Regions from separate parts of the Mus musculus genome. Here region 1 is linked to region 2. The links are chromatin contacts, called in public HiChIP or PLAC-seq maps. All regions are on one chromosome and are shown on one strand. Each heading gives the region's core, a stretch centred on a gene start, on an enhancer-like site or on the middle of the called end of the contact. The rest is flanking DNA. Distances are from core to core; before and after follow the strand shown.

Region 1 (6,399 bases), core at 1,343-3,842, 900 kb after region 2:
GAGGCTTTGGTGGGAAGGTATGGCTACACACGCCCGTCATCCCAGCTCTTCTGAGGTGGAAGCAAGGTTAGGAGTTCAAGGCCACTTTCAGATTCACACACTTGATCTTAACCAAAAAGCCGAGAAGCGATCCATTTTCAGATTCATAATGAGATCTATAGGCAATGTGTACTACTACAAGAGGCCTCGTCTCAAAATAAAACAACAAAAAAATAAAAGGATAAATAAATCAGAGCAAAATATTCTGGCCTTGAGGAACTTGCATCAGAGAGGTTTAGAGTGTACACTATTCTCCAGGGTGCACACACTCACTCTTAAGATCGCAATGTTTCTAGTACAAACAGGAGGGAGACTCTGAGATAATGCGGTATACTCAAGTTTCTAGACTTTCTAGCCATGGTGGTTTGAATAGGTTTGGCCCTCATAGCCTCATGTGTTTGAGTGCTTGGCACACAGGGAGTGGCACTATTAGGAGGTGTGGCCTTGTTGGAGTGAGTGTGTCCTTGCTGGAGTGGGTATGGCGTAGTTAGAGGAAGTACATACCTGTGGAGGGAGAGCTTTGAGGATGTGTGTGTGTGTGATTGTGTGTGTCTGTGTCTGTGTCTGTGTCTGTGTCTGTGTGTATACCTGTGTGTGTGTCCCGCCTTGGTGGCTAGTCTGTCAGCCATTGGTACACACCACACTAGGTGACTTAGGACTCAGTAGTGAGAGTCAGGGAACATTGATAGAGCAGCAAGTCAAACATGGAGGACCTTATTGGCTTGGTAGCTAGGCATCCTTCCTGTGCAGTGATTGGCTTGGTAGCTAGGCATCCTTCCTGTGCAGTGATTGGCTTGGTAGCTAGGCATCCTTCCTGTGCTGTGATTGGCTTGGTAGCTAGGCATCCTTCCTGTGCAGTGATTGGCTTGGTAGCTAGGCATCCTTCCTGTGCAGTGCACATCTGCTCAGTGGGCAGTCTGGGGAAGCTTACAATATGTAGAGTCAGATATGTTGATGAATAACTATGATCTCAATACTTGGGAAGTAGAAATGGGACAGTGGGGGGTTTGCAGGCCAGTCTCCGCTACACTGTAAGTTTGAGACCATGTATATGGTGCATATAAAATAATCTAGGGACAGTATGAAGAGATGGCTCTCTGCAGGTCCTGAAATTATGGAGTCTGGACTGGAAAGTTAAGTCATGAAGAAACTAACCGATTTGCCCCACCTAAATGATGGTGGGATTTTTGTCTGCCAACCTCTATTTGAACTCCCTTGTGCATGTCCTGTTCCTTCAAGTAAGAGAGCCAACGGCTGCAGAAAACAATGAAGCCCACCCTTGTTTCACCTGGTTCTAATACAATGAAAATGTTTCAGTCACAGGAACACAGACTGCCACACTCAGGTGTGGCTCCCTACAGTTACACATAGGTCACCTGACTGCAGGACCTGGGCATTCCTGACATGTTAGTTACATGTTTATCACCTTGGGTTCATGTCGCCACAGGGCTGCGCTCCCAGAGGAGACCTCAGGAAGTTAACTTGTCAACCTCCTGAGTAAGATTCACCAAATCCCACAATTTTGGCATGGTAGCATTATTTATGTATGCCCTACTGTGTCCTGTGTTCGTCAACTGTCTCTATAGTCTTGCAGGGAAAGCGTCTTGCCCGTATTTGAGAGAATTAGGCAAATCATCTTAGGTCATGGAGCTGGTAAAGTTGACAAGACTGAGGATCTGGGCAGGTCTGTAGAATGTGAATATCCATGCTCTGCCAACCATGTTATTTGGCTCAGCCAAGCCACATGCAGTGAGTTAACTAACCCCTCAGCTCTGCTTCTGCTTCATGGTCATTCCCCACACCTATTTACACTCTGTGTGTGTGTGTGTGTGTGTGTGTGTGTGTGTGTGTGTGTGTGCGTGCGTGTGTGTGCGTGTGTGTGTGTGTGCGCGCGCGCGCGTGTGTGTGTGTGTGTGTGTGTGTGTGTGTGTGTGCGTGTGTGTGTGTGTGTGTGTGTGTGCGCGTGTGTGTGTGTGTGTGTGTGTGTGTGTGTGTGTGTGTGCGCGCGCGCGCGCACGTGCCATAGTGCACAGGTGGAGATTAGAGGAATAACTTATGGGAGCCAGTTCTGTCCTTCCACCATGAGGGTCTTGGGGCTTGAACCCTGGCTGCCATGATTCCTGGAAAGCATCCTTAGCCTCTAAACAATCACTCAGCCCAGGTTCATTCTTTTCTGTAAAAAGCATTTGGCTCGCACATAAAGAATTCTCCAAATCCCTATCTTCAGGCTATTTTTTCATAGGAGACACTTGCTGTAGGAATATGTGCTATAAAACGGTATAGATTTTAGGGTCTGGTGGCAGCCTTGTCCCTTGGTTTGCCAAGATCTCACAGCTTCTATCCTCGGTTCAGTGCTGTGGCTGTGTTGTTTCTGTGGGTCTCTGTTAGGAAATGAACGAGCTGTAGAACTTTCTCTGGGAAAACTAAATGCTTTCTATTCTCAACAGCCTTCCTCTCCCCCCCCTGCCCCCCACAGTGTGTACACACCTCTCTTCCCACAATGAGGACAAAGCTGCCCCTGTGGGCCCCTCTCTCTGGATGTTTGAGCACATGGTCTGATTGTGTTATCCAGGGAAGGTTAGGCAATTGGCCCCCTGCCCAGGTTGGAGTAGTCACTCACTAAATATTTGCTGGATTGAATCAAATTAAAATCATGGAATGAGCTGTGAGTGCCTGGAGAGGGCTATTTCTCCTGGGAAGCACACCCATGACTTCTGAGTCCTTGAGGATGTCAAAGTATCTGGGAATTGAGATGGACAAGGTAGGTCTGATATTAAAGGGGGGGTAGAGAATACATGAAACTCAATTTTATATCTCACCTCTGTGATTTCAAGCAAATTCTCTTCATCTCTAGAGTTCAGCTTACTCTACAATACTGGGTTCCTTCCTTCCTTCCTTCCTTCCTTCCTTCCTTCCTTCCTTCCTTCCTTCCTTCCTTCCCTCCTCCCTCCCTCTCCCCTCCCCCTCCCCTCCTCTCTCTCTCTCTCTCTCTCTCTCTCTCTCTCTCTCTCTCTCTCTCTCTCTCTCTCTCTCTTTCTTAACATGAAAGTGCTTAGTACTTTCCCAGGAGTTCTGTAATAAATTATCATGAAATTTATAACATTAAAAAAAAAAATCAATGTTTGGCCAAGTGTGGTGGTGCACGCCTTTAATCCTAGCACTTGGGGGGATTGTGGCAGGTGAGCCTCTGTGAGTTCGAGGCCAGCCTGATCTACAAAGTGAGATCCAGGACAGCCAGGGCTGTTACACAGAGAAACCCTGTCTCAAACAAAAAAAAACCAACAAAACATATAAACACCCTACAAGCCCCCACCCCAAAATCAATGTTTGTACAGTTCTGGAGACTAGAAATACAAAATTCAATATGTCACCAGAACTGCTTCCTTGGCAGGACCAAGGGGGTTCTGTTGGTGTTTCTGGCGCTGAGTGGCAGTCTTCCTGTTTCTAGCTAATAGATGGATACATAGTTTCAGTCTTTGCTTTCATCATCACAGATCATTTCCCCCCATGTGTCTCTGTGTTCAGATTTTTTCCATACAATGGTATCGGTCATACTGATGGAATGTCCCTCTAACCCACTGTGGCTTCGTCTTAACTAACTACACCAGACCCTCTTTCCAAACACGGCCATATTCCAAGGTTCATGGTGGGCAGGAATCTCAGAGAAATGCTGTGCAAAGTGGTGCAGATGATAAGGTCTTCTCATTGATTCCAGTGCTGTAGCTACAATGCTTCCATACGTGTGCCTGGATCACCTTGGCGGCCTTACACTGTGAAGTGAGGCCATCACAAAAAGGCACCTGCCCTGTGATTCTACTTAATTGGGTATCTGGAGTAGTCGAAGCTAACGAGTAGAACAGTGGTGTTCAGGGCTTGGGGGAGAGTGGGGCTAGAACTATGCAGTATCTATTTTGCAAGATGGAAGTATCCTAAATGTTAGTGACATATGGATATTCTTAATAGTCCTGAAAGGTACACATAAAATGACTTAGATGGTAAAGTATAATGCTTACCCTACCACATCTGCAAATGTAAAATGCCATTCATTCGTGTACTAAGCTGGAAAGTGACCACCTTCTGTGCCAGCCTGGTTACCTGGGTTAAGGACATTACACCCTGGGTGATCTTGGACAGCGACAGCCTTTGCAAATGGGCAGCCCCCTGCATCTTTGTGTTTCATCGTTTCTTTCCGGGTTTGTCCCTAACACCTTTAGCTACAACCTGGGCAGTGGCGTGGCTTCCATCATGGTGAACGGTTCCTTCAGCGATGGCCGGTGGCACCGAGTCAAGGCTGTCAGGTGAGCATCTACAGAAAGGGAGACGGAGCCAGGTACAAGGAAACAGATGTGTGTCCAGCTTTCTTTCAGCCTTACTGCCCTCGAACTCGCCTTTTTCCTGGCAGTCTCATATTGCCACCAAAGCCCACACCCTTGACTGATCAGTGGGCAGAAAATGAACCCCTACATTAGCTCTGAATGGAAGCAGATGTATGCTGAGCACACACACACACACACTGCCACCGTATATCCATCTTCCCCACCCTTTCCCTTGGCCCTCTTTGTCCCCTTAGACAATCTTACTTCTACTTCCATATCATATGTACATATATGATTTTATTTATCTGTAATTAAAGAGACCACCCAAGAGAAAAAGAAACATAAACATATATTCATCTCTGCAAGACAAGAGATTTGGTTTGATTAATATGATTCTATCCAGGAGCATACATTTTCTAAAAATATATAATTTTTGTTCTTTCTTTCTTTCTTTCTGGCTGGAAAAAAATACATATCACATTTTCTCTAACCACTGTGTGGTTGCCTGTACTAGGTTGCTTCTGTAACTTAGCTACAGTTATTATTATTGTGATGCTTTTGAACAGCACTGAGACAGGCATTGAGGAGCAAGTATCCTGTGACATGTACGGTTAGAGTCTTCGGGGTTTTATCAAGGAGTAAGTAGTACAGCTGGAACATTAGACTTATTGAGGTATCTCCATATTAATTCCCACAGTGGCTAAACTAGTTTACATCCCTACCTGCAGTCTATAAGGGTTCCCTTTGGTCCACATTGTTGCCAGTATTTATTGTTATATGTGGGAAAACACCTGTTAGTGGCTCAATTAGGTGAGGATTTAATGTCTTGCATAGGCAACCCCCCCTGAAAGAATATTACCTGAGCATTAGAAGTCATATAAATTGACCTAGCCCCCATGACATATCTGTGCCGTCCTATGCTAATTGCCACCCTGATGTCTTATTCACTTTGGGCAGACCATTCCTGTATCTTTATAATTTTCTTGTGTGTCTGTCTTAGTCAAGGTTTCTATTCCTGCAAAAACATCATGACCAAGAAGCAAGTTGGGGAGGAAAGGGTTTATTCAGCTTACACTTCCATACTGCTGTTCATCACCAAAGGAAGTCAGGACTGGAACTCAAGCAGGTCAGGAAGCAGAAGCTGATGCAGAGGCCATGGAGGGATGTTACTTACTGGCTTGCTTCCCCTGGCTTGCTCAGCCTGCTCTCTTATAGAACCCAAGACTACCAGCCCAGAGATGGTCCCACCCACAAGGGGCCTTTCCCCCTTAATCACTAATTGAGAAAATACCTTATAGCTGGATTTCATGGAGGCATTTCCCCAAATGAAGCTCCTTTCTCTGTGATAACTCCAGCCTGTGTCAAGTTGACACAAAACCAGCCAGTACAGTGTCCTTACTCCTAACACTATGTGAGGTCTGAGGGCCATGTGTGCTCAGCATCATCAACTTCATCTTCTACTTCCCTGTAGGCTGTGTTAAGACCATCCTTAGTCAGCCCCCTGCCCTGACCACGTGGCCTACCTTGGAACCTAGGAAGGGATATGAAGACACAGACACCGGCCTGTGTTTGGCTGCTATCAGACACCTCAAAGTCCAGATGTATGTGTAGGGATCTTAATAAGCCAAATCTCTAGTTGTTGGGGAAAAAAAAAAAACCAATGACTTTCCACAATGCATATTTGCAAGTTTGGATCTCAATTTTTTTCTAGAAAACAAGTCAAATGCAGAGTCCAACCTAACGTCAAACCATGCCCAGCATCCAGCTTGTAAGGCTCATTTCTCTCTCCCTCATTTACAAAAGAGGTTGCACACAGGCATCTCTAAAGGAATGTGAGATGCTTTGGCTCTCAATTCCAACCTCATCTAATCCCAACAGCTGCCTCAGGAACACCAGTCAATATACCCTGCTTATATCCGTGGGTCAAAATGGTTGGTAGAGTAGTCATACACTGTAGAAAAGTTTAATTTTTGTAATTATTGTGCTTTGATTATGTATGTGAAAACACACAATGTTGTGGATACCAGTCCCTTCCTAGACATGT
Region 2 (6,114 bases), core at 1,734-4,233:
ACAGTAGGACTGTCTACACAAAAAAAAGATAAAAGAAAGCGTTTATTTACAACAATAAAGTACCACTCATCAACTAGGAATAGATAAGCCAGTCAAGTCACCCCAGTGCCTATGACATCTCTGAAATGAAGGAGTTCTAACCTGTCACAAACTGAACCTAAGAAAGCTCACCACTACAGGGTGGGACAGGTACTGGTTTCAAAAACGAGAGGAAGTAATCAAGAGTGGGATGGAGCTCAGCAGGTTTTGTGCAGCAGACATGAATCCCTGGCCGTGACTCCTGGCTCAGCATCAAACAGACTGGAGTAGCAGGAACCTCTATCTGTAGCTCTTAGGAGGATTAGAAATTCAAGGTCACTCCTGACAACCGTTAGAGACTAGCCCCAGTTACATTAGATCCTTTCCTAAAAACAACGGAACAAGGTTCACACCAAACAATCTATTTGTCCTCTTTGGATTTCTCTCCCAGACCAATACATCATACATAAATACCAATAATGCAAAACATCACTGGAAGTTGGTGGGGATCCAGACTGCTCTCAATAAAGAATTCTTCTTGTGCTTCCTATCTCTTGCTCTCTGACTCAGAGCCGAGGGGCACGAGTGGGCTGGTCTACTTGACCTGTCCTTCAGGACACTTAACACTAGCCCTGACCTACAACCTAAGTATTCCAGGTACCTTATCAGGGTCTAGTTCAGAATACAAGGATGTTTGGAGAACTGACATTAAATACTGATTACTGCACTAGAGAGATTGCTCAGCAGTTAAGAGGACTGACTGCTCTTCCAGAGGTCATGAGTTTAATTCCTAGGAACTAGACGGTGGCTCATAACCATCTATAATGGGATCCAATACTCTCTTCTGTTATGTCTGAAGAGAGCTACAAGCGTACATAAAATGAATAAAATCTTTAAAAAAAAATACTGATTACCATGGCTGAACAATCATAGATATGTTGGCCCCAGCATGGTTCATTCACATAACCATTCCTGTTCACCTCTCCACTGGGTTCTTTCTAAAAATAAATCTTAGCCCTAAAATACAATTTCAATAGAACAATGCACATAGGAAATGAAGTGGAAATACAAAAGGGAAGAATAACTTCTTTGACAATGACAATGTGAGTGGTCAAGAAAATTTTCAAAGAAACTAAAGACTTCCCTTTTTTGGAGCAGGGTCTCACTTTATTGTTCTGGTCAGAACTCACTATGTATTCGGACTGACCTCAAACTCAAAGAGATCTCGCTGCCTCTGTCTCCAAGAGCATGAAATTAAAAGCATGTAGCACCATGCCTGACTTAGAACTAGGGTCTTTTACTAAGAACTGGATGGAACCAGGCTTCCATGTCCATGCCTTTAACCCAGCACTTCAGGGGCAGAGGAAGGCAGATCTCGGACGGAGTTCCAGGACAGCCAGGGCTATCAGAGAAAACTTGTCTGGGAGGAGCCTGTTAGGCAGAGGGGGGAAAATGCTAGAAGGGAAAGGGATTAGTATGAGGAGGAAAGTATATTAAAGAGATTACACATTTGAGAGGATCAGAAAGCAAAGCGGGGGTGGGAGGGGGTTGGACATATGAAGACAATAGCAGCTAATAGGTCAAGCAAGTTTTTATAAAATTTTGGACCCTGCTCCAAAAAAGGCAAGCTCATTTGCTAATACTTGTCAAGTACAAAGACTATCTTTGCTTCTGGTATTTTTCTTTTCAGTTTTCCACGACAGGGTTTTTCAACGACCCCACCCCCCCCCAGGGTTTCTCTGTATAGCCCTGGCTGTCCTCGAACTCAGAAATCCGTCTCCCTCTGCCTCCCAAGTGCTGGGATTAAAGGTTTTTCTGTGTAGCTTTGGCAGCTGTGGAGCACCCTCTATAGACCAGCCTAGCCTGGAACCCACAGAGATCCGCCTGCCTCAGCCTCCCAAATGCTGAGATTAAAGGAATGGACAACCACTATCTGGCTGCTGTCAGTATTTCTGGTTAAAAAAATAAAAATCTCTTAATAGATTTTTACAAGTCATTGCTCATGTGCTTTGGGCTACTTTTGATTGATTATTCTGTTTAAGTTACTCCCACCCATTTTTTTTTCTCACCAAGTCTCACCTGCATGTTACATTTCTGTTTTTCTCCAACTTTCATTTCACAAGAAACATTTTGTAGCAACTAATGCAACTCCACAAACCTTTAGCTGGTAACAAGTTTTAAAAGTTAAGGCAAATTCTTCCAAATTATCTCCTCTGTTGGCAGATAAACTTAGTTCTGCTCTCCCTGTCAGTTAGCCTTCTGACCCCTATATTTCTTTCCTAGTTAGTCCCGGCACTCACAAATATACTAACTCTACACGTATGACATGACTCTGAGAGAACGCGGCAGATTTCCAAATTAACTCGCTTGCTTTTCTGAGCGAGCATTATCGAAGCAAAAAATGCACAGAAATGGAATCTGGATCAGAGGATTCTTCTCATTTGGACTTAATGAGTTTGCTCTTACCTCCTCGAGTATCTACAGTAAATAAAGTGTAGACAAGAAGAAATAAGCAATAAAAGCTAAAAGTCGGTTGCTGTTTGTCGTGTTTTCAAGAAACCAAGCCCTAATCTCTGAATGTTCACGAGGGCACCAACGTACAGAGAAGAAGACAGGGGAATCGGACTAGAATCCTATGGTGGGGAAACAGAGCGTCCAGTGGACCGATCACTCACTTGGGGCCGACACCATGAGCAGCTCAGAAAGGTCCGGGTACATGCGGTCTTCTTGCAACTGTCGATCGATAAGCCTCCCCGCGTTTTCCAAAGCTTCCTGCAGGGAGGCGGCGGCCGACGTAGAGGCCACCATCATAGAGCCCAGCACCGATGGCATGTCGGCAATCGTGGCCACCGCCTTATAGAAACACTCCAAACCCGTGGAGAACCGTGAGAAAAACGAAGAGAGCCCAAAACCGCTCCTCGGAACGCGCGCGGAAAACGAATAACTGGGCGCCAGGTCATGACGCACTTCCGGTTCGTCCTCCCCGGCACTGGAAGACGCCGCTTCTGGGACGGGAAGAGGAAGCAGTTGAGTGTCGGACATTGGCGAAGGCGTGAGGGAGGAGACTAGAGTTGAATTTGGAGATGGCCTAGGGAAGGGAGGAGGAGAAGGGAAGAGGATACGGGAGAGGGGAGGGGACTGGGGGCGGGGCGGGGGGGAGAGGGAAGAGGAACTTCGGGTGCTGGAGTGGGGTTGATGTCCCCTTGCGGTCGCCTGTGCGGTGGTGACATCGCGCGTGCTGATTCTTTGCTTTGAGCCCCACCCCCAGTTTGGAATGTGGCGACGGCTGAAGAGTGGCACACATCCATTACCGTGGTTCCCTGATAACTTCTAACAGTAGTTAGAAATTGATCGCTAGTTCCAGAAAGTTTACCTGTGAGCCAGAAACTCACAGCGTTTCAAATAATGGGGGTGAATTAAGAATTCATTGGATTGCTGGGCGGTGGTGGTGCACGCCTTTAATCCCAGCACTTGGGAGGCAGAGGCAGGCGGATTTCTGAGTTCGAGGCCAGCCTGGTCTACAGAGTGAGTTCCAGGACAGACAGGGCTACACAGAGAAACACTGTCTCAACCACCACCCCCCCCCCCGGCCCCCAAGAAAGAATTTATTGAATTTTCCCATGTGCGTGTCTGGGTCATTGGCTTTGTGGCTTTGCGAAATTTTTTGGTTGGAGGTCAGCGTTGGACGGTGTCTCATGCCTGTTAATACGCGTCCTATGGTTTCGGCAAAAGGATTACTGTGTCATTTGGTGAGTTCCAGATAGCGTGCTACGGAATGTGTTCCTAACTCAAAACAAACAGAGGCGGGAAGGGAGATACTGTGTGATGGGTCCTGCCAGCGGATTTAGGAAGTGGAGGCAGGAGGATAAGTTCATCCTCGGCTGTGTGGCAAGTTTGTAGTAAACTTGAGAGTCTGTCTCAAGAAAAAGAAGAAAAAAGTGTTTGTTCTTGCTGTATACCTTTCTCCCTTGTTGCCTTGGGAGAACACTCATCTGATCCATCTGTTCTCATCTCAGAGCACAAGGATATTAAATAATGGATGCATTCAACAGATGGTCTGATTCTAGGAAACCGAGTATGTACTGTGTCAGGAATCGTGCCTGCTGTTGGGAATACCAAATTACTACACTTTTACAGAGACAAAGTAAATGCCTCTCAAGGTCCAGGCATAGAGGCAGGCACCTGTAGTTGGAAGCCAGACTGGGCTATGTACTGAGACCTTTCGAAGAATCAGCCTGCCTCCATCTTACGTTTAAAAGACAGCTTACAATAAAAAACAAACTAGGTTCATGCCTGTTTATAATCAAACCTCTGTTTCTCAGGGATTAGCCTATGCCCCGCTCCCCACAGCCTTAACTACAAATGGTTCTGTACCAAGTGTTCCAGGAATGGCAATCATGTCTTTGTTTCAAAAAGTCGTTTATAATCATCTTGCAACCCTACTTTGATTCAAAAGGTTACATGGCCAGGAGCTGATGGTGCATGCTTTTAATCGCAGCACTTAGCAGGCAGACGTAGGCCGAATGTGAGTTCAATGCCAGCCCCCGTCTACAAAGCAAGTTCCAGGACAGTCAGAGCTGTCATGCAGAGAAACCCTGTCTCGAAAAACCCAAACAAAGAAACAAGAATGTTCTATGCCTACCTTGTTATAACCGCCTTGTCATGCCCATCTTGCAACCATGTCTTTGTCTCTGTTCCTCTCCTATAACCCAACCTGCTCTGTCCATCCAATCCCCCGTTTGTGAACCCCCTACTGTTGCAGGATATTTGATCACACCATGAACCCTGATATTGTGTTATTTACTGGGAAAGCCTGGTTTTAGTTGTGGTATGGGTCAGCCTAAACATATACTTTTAATTCAACAGCTTTCTGCTTGAATAATGTAAACAGGGTTAAATAAAATCAACCATAGGTCAGGAGGCAGAACAAGCGGCCAGTTGACAGGAAGTGACCATAGGATTATTAAGAAAAAAGTCTTGAGAGTAAGAGGGAGTCAGGAGGACAGAGACACATAGGGAGTAGAAGGGAGGAGCATTTAGTTGTCTGGAGGTTCTTTTGAGTGGGAGTGGGAGAAAGAGGGGCATTGCTTCTGGAGTATCAGCTGAGGAAGATGGTCAACTGGGTGCTTTCTCTGGGTCTCTGAACTAGCAGGCTGTCCCCCCAGCATCTGGCTCCCAAGTCTTCATTGATAAAATCAAACGGCTGAGATTTTGTTAAAAAACAAAAACAAAAAACCCAACAGCTTACCCCTAAACTATAAAAAGCCTTGTCTTCCTTACATCCAAAGCTGACCTGTCCTGAGGGGTAGGCAGCCAGTGTACATGAATAAAATAGCTTGCTTTAATTAATTGCTTGCTTTAATTAATTTGGCCATGGTGATCTTTGTCCTTTCATCTTTGGGATCAACACTTTTTCATAAACAGAAAATGAAAAGTACTATAATAATGGGGCTGGTTGTAGATTTTCTAATGGGGTGTATACAGAATTCAGTAGCATAGAGAGCAATGGGAAGAGAGGCTTTGTTTCCACAGAAAGACACTTTAGTAGGCAAGGCAGCCACCTGCCCAGAACAGTTACGATTTGCCTTTATTTATTTATTTATTTACCTATCTATTTATTTTGGCTTTTCGAGACAGGGTTTCTCTGTATAGCCCTGGCTGTCCTGGAAACAGTTTCTGGAACCAGGAATCAATTTCTAACTACTGTTAGAAGTTATCAGGGGGGGGGCTGGTGAGATGGCTCAGTGGGTAAGAGCACCCGACTGCTCTTCCGAAGGTCCAGAGTTCGAATCCCAGCAACCACATGGTGGCTCACAACCATCCGTAACAAGATCTGACTCCCTCTTCTGGTGTGTCTGAAGACAGCTACAGTGTACTTACATATAATAATAAAAAAAAAAAAAAAAAGTTATCAGGGAACCATGGTAATGGATGTGGGCCACTCTTCTGGCACTCACTCTGCAGACCAGGCTGGCCTCGAACTCAGAAATCCACCTGCCTCTGCCTCCCAAGTGCTGGGATTAAAAGCTTCCACCACCACTGCCTGGCTTTTCTTTTTTCTTTTTGTGGTGAGACTAGGTTTTACTACATTGCTTA

Evidence for each region. HiChIP or PLAC-seq counts read pairs in DNA pulled down with a chosen protein or histone mark.
Region 1: a FOXA1 HiChIP or PLAC-seq map of pancreatic cancer cells shows a contact between it and region 2. The contact joins the enhancer-like site here to the promoter of Nup155 in region 2. A contact is called at or near these places in 4 of 39 promoter capture datasets (the 3T3-L1 cell line, 3T3-L1-derived adipocytes, hippocampal neurons and 1 more) and 1 of 115 datasets of contacts at active chromatin or transcription factors (pancreatic cancer cells).

The regions. Positions count from the first base shown.
Region 1 is chr15:7,210,069-7,216,467 of GRCm38.p6, reverse strand. It overlaps Egflam (EGF-like, fibronectin type III and laminin G domains), which reads left to right. Exons shown (of 22, transcript NM_178748.6): 20 at 4,254-4,337. Among named protein-coding and RNA genes, the nearest start is that of Lifr, 84 kb to the right of the region's middle. Within about 2 kb of position 2,592, at least 28 of the 459 cell types and tissues checked have an H3K27ac peak or open chromatin away from gene starts, as enhancers often do. A contact at or near this core is called in pancreatic cancer cells, where this site is marked.
Region 2 is chr15:8,106,182-8,112,295 of GRCm38.p6, reverse strand. Nup155 (nucleoporin 155) reads right to left here and starts at 2,983. Exons shown (of 35, transcript NM_133227.3): 1 at 2,694-2,983; 2 at 1-13. The coding sequence starts at 2,850.